Regions from separate parts of the Mus musculus genome. Here region 1 is linked to region 2. A link is a contact called in public promoter capture Hi-C data. All regions are on one chromosome and are shown on one strand. The core of a region is the stretch at or near the end of the contact, and the rest is flanking DNA. Distances in the headings are between cores, read along the strand shown.

The links. Capture Hi-C pulls out chosen DNA fragments and counts their contacts.
Region 1: a promoter capture Hi-C map of adipose tissue shows a contact between it and region 2. The contact joins the promoter of C3 here to the promoter of Alkbh7 in region 2. A contact is called at or near these places in 14 of 39 promoter capture datasets (the 3T3-L1 cell line, the C10 cell line, the HPC-7 cell line and 10 more), 1 of 15 datasets of contacts at CTCF or cohesin (large pre-B cells), 35 of 484 Hi-C or Micro-C datasets (the 63-12 cell line, B cells, the BV-2 cell line and 21 more), 11 of 115 datasets of contacts at active chromatin or transcription factors (the 230-238 cell line, the HPC-7 cell line, T-cell acute lymphoblastic leukemia and 8 more) and 5 of 9 other capture datasets (adipose tissue, embryonic stem cells, liver and 2 more).

What each region holds. Positions count from the first base shown.
Region 1 is chr17:57,223,968-57,229,510 of GRCm38.p6, forward strand. C3 (complement component 3) reads right to left here and starts at 4,169. Exons shown (of 41, transcript NM_009778.3): 1 at 3,989-4,169; 2 at 2,726-2,915; 3 at 2,199-2,364; 4 at 2,030-2,100; 5 at 1,249-1,343; 6 at 1,068-1,150; 7 at 886-976; 8 at 677-779; 9 at 320-446; 10 at 96-211; 11 at 1-10. The coding sequence starts at 4,068.
Region 2 is chr17:56,994,867-57,000,262 of GRCm38.p6, forward strand. It overlaps Alkbh7 (alkB homolog 7), which reads left to right and starts at 2,473. Exons shown (of 4, transcript NM_025538.3): 1 at 2,473-2,701; 2 at 3,523-3,696; 3 at 3,805-3,929; 4 at 4,064-4,474. The coding sequence starts at 2,498. The coding sequence ends at 4,226. Clpp (caseinolytic mitochondrial matrix peptidase proteolytic subunit) reads left to right here. Exons shown (of 6, transcript NM_017393.2): 6 at 1,012-1,505. The coding sequence ends at 1,181. Pspn (persephin) reads right to left here and starts at 5,239. Exons shown (of 2, transcript NM_008954.3): 1 at 4,996-5,239; 2 at 4,447-4,907. The coding sequence starts at 5,149. The coding sequence ends at 4,591.

The DNA.
Region 1 (5,543 bases), core at 2,919-5,418, 230 kb after region 2:
TCACGAACACCTGTGGACAGAGTCAGGTGGACAAGGGTCAGGCAGTGTGGTCAGAGTGACGGAAGATGGAAGTTGGGATTAGCCCTGGCTCTTACCATGAGGTCAAAGGGCATGGCTGGCTTGAAGAATTTGGGTGTCTTGGTGAAGTGGATCTGGTACGGGGAAGTGACAATCGGGATCCCACTGCGCTCTGCCTCTACCATGTCACTACCTGAGGAAACGGATGGAAGCAGTGAAGGCAGGCTTCCCAAAAGCCCTTCAGAGCCCAGCCTCCTCGCTCAGACTAGCCTTGCCACCCCTTAGTCAAAGCAAGCCTCACCTGAGTGCAGGATGACAGTGACGGAGACATACAGGGACTTCCCCACCAGGGCGTCGGCGTTGGAAGGCCGTACCCCCTCCATCAGCACCTTCCGGGTCAGCACTGCATCCCCCACACCATCCTCAATCTGCAGAGGATAGGAGAGCATGAGGGAGGGGAAAAGGTCCCCAAGATAAAGGAGGCTAAGAAGGGGAGGAGCTCAGAATGGGTGGCCTGGTTCAGCAAGGTGAGTGACTGGTAGGGGCACTAAGAGGTGGGATGGGCTCTGGAGTGATGATGGGGCGTGGTCGGGGGGCGGGGGAGGGAGCAGGGAGAGGCTGCCATTCTAAGCTCTCATTCCAAGGGGTGAGAAAGTACCACTACGCGCGTGAGGGAGTGGGCCAGAGAAATCTTCTTATCGCCATCCTGGACCCCAAAAATCACGAAGGCTGTCCCGTCCACGTTTTTCCCGTACAGGAACCTGAGAGACAAGGAGACTTGGGGTCCTGGAGACTTCTCTGGGTGTGGCTGAAGACACGCCCCCCATGCGTCAACGCCCCCCCCCCATGCGTCACCCCCATCCTCACTTGGCTATGATGGAAACTTCCAGGCCATTTGGGTCATCGATGTAATAAAATGTCTCTGTGGGCTCCACCCGGACCTCAAAACTGGGCAGCACTAGGATGGGGTATGAAGACGATGGTGTTGGCATGGCTGCCAGGGCAGCATAAGCACAAGGGCCTCACCTGCTGGATGCCCCAAGACTTACCGTATTCCTTCACCTCAAACTCTGCGGAGAAGATCTGCTTCGGCGCATGTTCGTAAAAGGCTCGGATCTTCCACTGCCCCATGCTGCAAGAAGATGAGGAATGTGGCAGAGCCTCCAAGAGCCTCTCCCCCATCTCTCCCCCCGGACGGGGGAATCCCGTTTTTTGGAGGCTCAGATTTACTTGACCAGTTCAGGAATGTTCCAAGACAAAGGCAAGATGCCGTGTTGGTTGTTGGAAGACAGAATGTCTCTCTTGACAGGAATGCCATCGGGGGTCTGTAAAGAAAGCATAAGGGACAAAGCAGCTCTTTAGAGTCACAACCACCCCATCTCTTGTTCACTGAGGCAGGAGTTAAGAACACAGACCTGGGTAACTCAGCCTAGGTTCAAATCCCTACTGTGCCACTTAGAAGCTCTGTGTTCTCAGGTAAATAGCTCAACCTCTCTGTGCATTTCCTTTTATGTTTAGGACATAATTAATGCAGCAAAAGCCTGGGTGTTTAAACGATGAGGGCTATGATGTGTGTGAGTTTGGAGCACAGGGTGCAAGGAGGAGGAAGGCTGGGAGGGAACTAGGCAGGGTGAGCAGGACCTTGTGCCTGGCAAGGAAGACTTTGACTCTACAGAAGTGGGAGCCACAGAGGGTTGTAGGGAGAGAAAGGAGGGAACTCCACTAGGGTTTTAACAGGGGCCCTCTACTGGGCAAAGTGGACTGAGTTACCAGTAATTCTTCCCAAACTTCAGATAGGGCAACTCAAGTTCAGGGGGTTTCCCTGGAGTTGGATGCCTCACTCTATGGGTCTTCCTAGGTCTCTGCAGTGATCGTTATGTATAGCCATTTGCTCATGGACCACCTCAGAGGACTGAGTCTCAGAGGAGAGGGTCTCAAAGGGGAGGGGACTTGGAGGGGAGGGGACTCAGAGAGGAGGGTATCCATCTCTGGGAAACTCAGCAGCTGGTACCTCAATGAGGATGACGACTGTCTTGCCCACGGGCAGTAGGTTGTTGTCCACAGTGAAGATCCGATATAAGACTGGAGGATGTGAGGGAGACACACAGAGAGTCCCCTTAGACCTTAGGCTCTGGGAGGCCCTTCCAGCCTCAGTGGGAGCAGCCTCCCACAGCACTTACCAGTGGAGCCAGGGGTGTAGATGGTCTTGTCTGTCTGGATGAAGAGGTACCCACTCTGGAAGCTTACCATCACTGCTTTCTCCACCACCGTTTCCCCGAAGTTTGCCACCACTGTCACGTACTTGTGCCCCTCCTTATCTGAGTTGAATTCCTTACTGGCTGGAATCTATGCGTGGGATGTCAGGAGTCTGTGTCAGGGAGTGGTGCCCAGAAAGCATCCCCTAGATCCCCCTGGGCCTCCTCTCTGTCATCTCCCCTCAGACAGGAGGGGCTCAAGGAGGAAGAGACTCAAGAGGAGAGGGACTGAGAGGAGGAATCTCAGAGGGAAGGGGCTCAGAGCAGAGGGTCTCAAAGGGTAGGGGACTCAGAGGGGAGGAGATCAAACGAGAGGGACCCAGACGGCAGGGGCGTCAGAGGGGAGGGACTCAGAAGGGAGGAGCTCCGAGGAGGCTATAGGAGGCAGCCTGAGGGACCCAGGCCGGACCGGAAGGGGCTACGGCTGACTGTAGTTCCAGTTCCTTGCCCACCTTGATGGAGACGCTTCTCAGATGTCCACTGGCTCCTGTCAACACTGTCTTCTCACTGGTCAGCACTTGCCTCTTTAGGAAGTCTTGCACAGTGACTGTGACTGGGATGTCACCCTGAGCATCGTGGGCCTCCAGTACGATGGTCTCTTCGCTCTCCAGCCGTAGGACATTGGGAGTAATGATGGAATACCTGACCGTGGGGTGTGGGAGCAGATGTCACCTCAAGGCCTGAGACTTCAGCCCTCACTCTGGCTGGCCCAGTCCCTAGTTCTAGCGTGTTCTAGTTCTCAGTGCTGGAGCAGATGCCTGGATCCACGTCCTCCCCACACAAGAAGGTACCAAACCACAGCCCACTTTCCCTTAGCCACTAGAAGCTGTCTTTTCCTGGCTTCAGCACTGGGTACCAGCCATAAGGACTTTGCTTGTACTGAGAAAGTGCTCTCTCTACCACTAAGCTATACCTCAGCCTCTCCTCACTTTTCTGTTTGGAAACAGCATCTCACTAAGTTGTTCAGGCTAGCCCTGAACTCACTCTGTAGCCCAGGCTTGGCTGGAATGTGTACACTTCCTGCCTGGGCTTCCAGAGTGGACAGGATGACAGGTCCATGTAATCAGGCCCAATGCTGAGCTTGGCTTTTGACAGTCCACACAAGGGCTATAGACCCCAACAACCCTCCAGTCCTCACATCTTAAAACTTACCATTGCCTAAACCACAAGACATCACAGACACCATAAATCTATAGACCTTCTTCTTCATAAGTAGGCACACCAATGCTACAATACCTGAGTTCTATGAACATAAGACAACCCAAACACTCACATTCTCTCTCTTTCTCTCTGTTTGTATGTATGTATGTATGTATGTATGTATGTATGTATGTATGTATGTATGTATGTCACGTCACAGGAAGATGTCCGGTGTCCTGTTCTATGCCCCTCCCTCCCCACACCTTGAGTCAACATCTCTCTCTGAACCTGGCACTGGGCTGGCAGTCAGCAAGCCCCAGTATCTGGTCTCCAGCCCCACAGTGTGGGGTTACAGGCTCTGGAGGCCACTCCTGGCTTTTCTGTGGGTGCTGGGAGTTTGAGTTAAGGTCCTTATGTCCATGCAGCAAGACTTCATACCCACTGAGCCATCCTCCAGCCCCCAGCACAAATTCTTAACATCCCTGTCTCCCCCCAAGTGGGTGACTCCTAGGTGACTCACCTAGGTGACTCCTAAATTGTATAAGAAACTGCACCCCCAAAAGGTAACTACTTACATGGGGATCCCCAGAGCTAATGGGGAGCTGGCCAACAGCAGCAGTAGCACTAGTAGCTGGGACCCTGAAGCTGGTCCCATAGTGAAGGAAAAAGGTGGAAGGAATGAAGGGGTAAGGGGCAGGGGTGGGCAGAGGCGAGCTGGGGCTGTAGCCGCTGGCTCTTTATATGGCTCTCCTCTCTGGTCCCTCCCTGTTCCTGCACCAGGGACTGCCCAAAATTTCGCAACATAGTTTCCTAAGCTTTTTCACAAACCTGGGGCAACAAGCCTTGGGGTGAGTAACCCTAGGCACATTTCCATTACCCTGGAGCTTGAAAGTACCTGCTTGGCTCAGGCTTTTCTTGGGGTCAAGGCCAGATGCTGAACCTGGGCTGGTCCCTGTTGTACTTGGTTACACCAGAGACCATTGAAGTCTAGAGTGACCTCCTCCCACACTTAGCTGGGTCCCAGTAACCCAGCACTTCTGGATGGCTGGTTCTCCCTACCCCCAAGGTCTTGCTAAATCAGTGGGTCGAGACACATTTGGCATTGCATTATATATCCTGCGTATCAGTATTTACCTTACAATTCAGAACAGTAGCAAAATTAGAGTTGTGAAGTAGCAATGAAATAATTTTATGATTGGAGGTCAGCACAACATGGAAGGGTGGCAGGTTCAGGAAGGTGGAGACCACTGTGCTAAACAGTTCTGAACTCCTACCTCTACCTCCTCAGTTGCTGGGCATTACCCAAGCCCTACTTATGCATTTATAATCCAAGTCTTTCCTATGAGGAGGATAAGGGGTGAGGGCATGTCCCAGCCCAGAGTCCCAGCTCTGTGGAGCATTTTCTGAAGTGGGAAAGAATTCTGGTTTTTTGAGGATCTGGGACGGTTTCTTGGCAGTGGGACAGTTAAGCTTTGGTTTTGAAGGCTGCCTAGAAGTTCGCCCTCCGGGGGGCATGCTTGCTTTCTAGGGAAAAGAATGAGGTGGACCTTACCTACCCTGTCACTCAGGGTGGCTGAATGACTCTGGTGGGCTTTGAGAGTCATGGAGGAAAAGCCTGCTCTTGTCTCTGCCTCTAGGACTTGTCCTGCCCCTATATTATCTCTTTCAGTTGTGTTGGTTTTGTGGTTGTAGGCAGATAATGATTCACAATGCTTAGTTGGTTTTTTTTGTTTGTTTGGTTGGTTGGTTTTTGGTTTTTTAAGACAAAAGTACAAATAGTGGCTTTAGAATACAGCTCAGTGGGAAAGTGCTTCCATACTCAGTAGCATAGGATTGATTCTGGTGGCATACATCTGTAATCCCAGCACGAGATGCTGGAGGCAAGAGGATCAGGAGTTCAAAGTCAACCTTGCTATGTAGCAAGTTAGAGGCCAGCTTGGGCTACATGACACCATTTCTTTTCTTTTTAAAATATTTATATGTATGTGTTGGAGTGTTTTGCCTGTATGTATGTATGTATGTATGTATGTATGTATGTATGTATGTATGTATGTATGTATATATGTATGTATGTATGTATGTATGTATGTATGTATGTATGTATGTATGTATATATGTGCATCATGTGTA
Region 2 (5,396 bases), core at 1,223-3,722:
TAGTGATGTGTGGAAGTCAGAGGACAGTTTGTAAACATCGGTTCTCTGTTGACACCTTGTAAGGAGTGGTGATTGAACTTGAGGTCATTAGACTTGGTGGCAAACCCCTCTTCCCACCAAGCCATCTTACTGTCCCACGTGCCATTCTTCGGTATATCTTGTTGCTGGTCACATATGTTCAGTCTAAGATCCACCACCTAGCACTGCGTGGCATTTTCCTAGTTGCATCTTACTGTTGTGTGAATGCCATGACATGTGGAGTTCAGGGGACAGTGTTCAAGAGGCGATTCTCTCCTACCATGTAGTTCCTGGGACCTGATGTATTACAGTAGTCGGTAAAAATTGAATTGGTGTGGTGTAAGCACTGCAGACCTCTCATCCCGGCACTTGGCCAGCACAGATGGGGGAATCAGGAGTTGAAGGTCGTCCCTTCGAGGCTAGCCCGGGCTGCATGTGATCCTGTCTGGAAAAAAAAAAAAAAGCAAAAACAAAACCCTGTTTTTTACTACGGAGGAGATTGAATCACAGAGAGGTTCCCCAGCCCCATGGGAAAGATTGTCAGAGTAAGTGTATCTTATGAAACTTGGGAGCTGGAAGAAAACATCATGGGCTGGAAGCTAAAATGCTAGGAGTGTCTAATCTCAGTCCTGGAAGCAGGAAGGCCAGGAATAGCCAGGGCCTGGAAGGTGACATTTTTGTGTTGCTATCAATTCCTGATGCTAATGGCTTCTACACCTTTGGTTTCCTGGAATTGCTGGTGCTCCTAGGTATGAAGCCTGGGCTCTTAGGAAAGTGTTCAGCCAACAGAGCTCCTCCTTTTTTTCTTTGAAGACATTATCTTAGTTTGTAGCCCTTTTACTTTTGCCTCTCTTCATAAGAGCATAGATCCCATGGTAGGGGGTCCCTCACAACTCCATAAATCATCTCACGACTGGTAAGGGCTTCAACCTAGGAATTTGGGGAAAAACAGCCCAGGCCTCTACTCCTACCCACATATACTGCTTTCCCTAGAGTCAGCAATGGAGAGGGACCGCTACATGAGCCCCATGGAGGCCCAAGAGTTTGGCATCTTGGACAAGGTCTTGGTCCACCCACCTCAGGACGGGGAGGATGAGCCAGAACTGGTACAGAAGGAGACTGCCACAGCGCCGACGGATCCTCCTGCCCCGACAAGCACCTAAGGAGTGGAGACCAGACTGAAACTTCCTCTGCTGGGCCCAAGAACAACCCCTAGAGGAGATGTGGATTGAGGTTGCCCTCAGAGCAGGGCAGACTGCCTGAGACACTGTGATTTAAATTAAATCTTTGTAGTCTTTGTCCCATGTCTGAAGCACCTTCCATTACTTCTCCAAGACAGCAGGCCTCCTTCACCTTGACAAACCACTTCAGTAAGCAAACCCTGGCTCTCCTGGAACTAAACCAATCTAGCCTCAGACTCAGGTACCCACCTGCCTCACCTCCTGAGTGCTAGGATTAAAGGTGTACACCACCACACCTGACTTCAACAGACTTAAGCCATATACTACCCCAAAGTCAGTGGGTAGAAATATGATTTCATACATCTTTGGTTATGTGTGGGTTTGTGCATGGTGAGTGCAGTACCCATGGCCAGAAGAGGATGTTGGGTCCCCTGGGGCTTCCCTGTGGGTGCTGGGACTTAAGAGTACATTCTTACCTGCCGATCCTGGGCTTGGCCCCTTAGAGAGTTAAGAGTTAGGGTGGAGGGTCTACCAGAATCTACCACCAACTTTGGGTTGATCCTCAGACCCATGAGACCTGACACTGGTGACTCACCAGGTGACAAAGTCCTGGCATTTTGTTGCAGGCTCCAAAAGCCAGCTGAAGCCAGAGAGAATGTCAGGACATGTTTATGGAGTTTTACTAGAACTAGAAGCAGAGGATCCCAGTTTATGGGATGGAGGCAGGTGCCACATGACCCTATGGAGGTCAGAGGGTCGCAAATGCAGGAGTTGCTTTTTCTGCTTGCACCATGTTTGGGGGTCCTGAGGTCAAACCAAAGACTCTTAGCAAGTGCTGAGCCATTTTCCTAGGCCCAGTTTATTAGTGTGGAAGGAAGTAGACTCTTTTTAGATTTAACACAAAACATTTGAGGTGGGGGTTGTATTATTTGGTCTTATTTGTTTGGATGTCCTATTTTGTGGGCAACATCTGAAATTCAGGTTAGCCTCAAACTCAAGGGCTGACCTTGGAGTTAGTTATCCTCCTTTCTCCACCAGGGTGTGCTGTTTGACAAGCGCTAAATTTGCGCTAGGCTGATTGAACTTCTAACCTTGGCTTTGCCCCCACGTGACCTCCAGCCTCCGTTCGCCCTAGTTCTGCACCTACTGCTTGAGACCTTGCTCAGGGCCGAGAGGCGGGACAAGCGGTAGACTGACTTAAAGCACAGCTAATAGAGCCAGTAGCTGATGGGCGTGGTGCGGTGTCAGCCAATAGCTTGCGGGGGTGTGGCTCAGCCTGCTGTGGTCAATCCCTGAAGATGGCGGGCAGCAGGAGGCTAGCGATGCGGTTGCTTTCTGGGTGCGCCTGGGTGCGCGGCTCAGACTCTGCCGTGCTGGGCCGCCTGCGTGATGAGGCCGTGGTGCATCCAGGCTTCCTGAGCCAGGAGGAGGAGGACACGCTAACACGCGAACTGGAGCCCCAGCTGCGGCGCCGGCGCTACGAGTACGACCACTGGGACGCGGTGAGTGGGCGGAGCGGCGAGCTAAGGGGACGCCCACTGGGACATAGTGAGGGGGCGGGGTCCTCGGAGGGGTAGAGTGAAGAGCTAGGCTTGCTTGGCCAGGTTGGGGACAGTGTGTTTTGGGCAGTCCCCGATGTAGGTTCGGGTGGGACCAAGTTTCTCTGGTGTGGGACATGGCGGGTGCTGGGCAATTCGATGAGTGACAGTTGGTCAGGAGGTCTTGTGGGAATGGGGCTGATCTTGATGCCAGAGCTGAGTCCAGGGGAAGGCCTGCTGCTGCGGGCTTGTGGATGGTACTTAGAGCAGGGGAAGGGACCAGAGCCGGAGAAGGTGAACTGGCAACGTTGAGCTCAGAGCAGCGCAGTATTACAGTGGGGGCAAATCACTGCTGGGCTTTACTAAGAACAGGGGCTGTAGTGTGGGGCTGGGCCTGGAATCAGAAGGGAGGGTTTTGGTGGGCACCAAGGAATGCGTAGTGAGGACAAAGATGTCACTTCAGACATGAAGTTCTGGAACACTTCAGGGGCATTGGTGACAAGATTAGAAATAAAAAGCAGACTTGGGAGAGGGAGTGCCAGCAGTTGGGAGTTTCACTAGGGACTTGAGTGGGATCAAATAGAGACAGGAGACCGAGATACTGAATATTAGGGTGGCCAGCACCAGGGACCACTGGGAAACGAAACGTGAAGACCAGATGCGTGGTTGAAACCTCACTGATAATGAGCTAAAGTTGGAAAGACTGCCTGCCCTGTACTGCACCCCTCGGTACCTCATTTTCCTGTCCTGGGAGTTCCCAGTTATGACTTGAGCTCTCTATTCAGGCCATCCATGGCTTCAGGGAGACAGAGAAATCCTGCTGGTCTGATGCAAGCCAGGTCATCCTGCAGCGGGTTCGGGCGGCTGCATTTGGTCCTGACCAGAGCCTGCTATCCCCAGTACATGTGTTGGACCTGGAACCTCGGGGCTACATCAAGCCTCATGTTGACAGTGTCAAGGTGGGCAGAAGGCATTCCATCAGAACTCCTAGCTAGGTTGTCGGTGGACAGGGGGGCAGAACTAAGCCTGACACCCCAATATACACAGCATACATACCCCTTTTCCAGTTCTGTGGATCTACCATTGCTGGCCTTTCCCTGTTGTCTCCAAGTGTTATGAAGCTGGTGCATACACAGGAACCTGAGCAGTGGCTGGAACTGTTGCTGGAGCCAGGGTCTCTCTATATCTTAAGGTACGACGTAACCCAAAGTCCTCAGGTGAGGCCGAGGGTTTCTAACAGTCACCACCACCACTCAGAAAAAGTATAGAAATGCTGAAGGGACAGTCTTCCCTCCATCCACCCACTCAGCTTCTCTCTTCTTGCAGGGGTTCAGCCCGATATGACTTCTCCCATGAGATCCTTAGAGATGAAGAATCATTTTTTGGGGAGCACCGGGTTCCCCGGGGCCGACGCATCTCAGTGATTTGCCGCTCCCTCCCTGAGGGGATGGGGCCAGGAAGGCCAGAAGAGCCACCTCCAGCCTGCTGACCTCCCACATATCCTCCATATTTGTGAATAAAGTAGGGAAAATGCTGTCATGGGATCTTCAAATGACCGTCTGCCAGGGCTGGGGCTCTTAAGAGACGATCAGGGTCTCAGGATTCACATAGCATGGTGGCTGCCAGGGTGCACCTGATCACACACACTCTTAAGGCCACGAGAATATCATTTATTGCATCCACTGCTGATTAAAAAAAAAAAAAAACTAACAAGCAAGCAAAGAAAGAAACAAAAAACCCTGGTCCTTTCCCTTCTTATCTTTACCTATGCAAATTTCTAGTAATGTCACCTGAGCCTTTCAAAGCCCAGCCTGTCTCATGCTTGTGATTCTGAGACACCAGACTGGCCTCCTTCAGCCACCACAGCCACAAGCTGCAGCTGAGAGCTGAGGCAGCTGCTGCCAATGGTGCTGATCATCAAGGAAGGTCACATCAGCATAGCTGGTGGGCTGGCAGCAGGGTCGGCCATGGGCTCGACCCCGCCCTCGAAGCCGGGCCAGTACCAGACTGTGCTGGGTATGGGCCTCTTGGGGACAGCTGCCAGCACAGTATCGGAAGATGACCTTCTCCTCCGAGGCATAGCCCAGGCCCAGCTCAGCCACTGGTAGGGTCAGGCTCCACAGTCGGCATGAACCAGCCAAGGCTCTTGGAAGACGGACATGGTTGTTACCTAGTGCAAGGTAGAGTAGGATTGTAAGGCAAAGTGAGGGCTTTGAGAGAAGGAATTGGGGAGTCGGGAGGCCCCCAGGAATTCTTACCCTGATGGGGCGTCCAGGTCCCTCTAGTCTCTGCCATCTTCCCAAATGAGAGCTTATCTGCCACAGAAGCCTCTTGAAGATCAAGGACCCAGCCGAGGCTCGGGTGCAAGGACAGGAGCAGCAGACACAGGATCCGAAGTCTTCCTGCAGCCATTGTGACAGCAGGTCCCTGGATGCCGAGAGACCTTGGTGCCCTGAATTTATTCCCTGCCTGTCCTGGGGATTAAAACTACTGCCAGCACCATGTCCCGGGGAAGCCGTTGGGGGGTAGGGGGGGGGGGGTTCCCACCCACCTTTCCCCCACATCCTCATCCCTAAGAATTGATGGCTCACCCACCCAGACATTCCATAAACCCATTTCTGACACTCTGATGCCCCTGATTTATGAGTGTCACACTGTC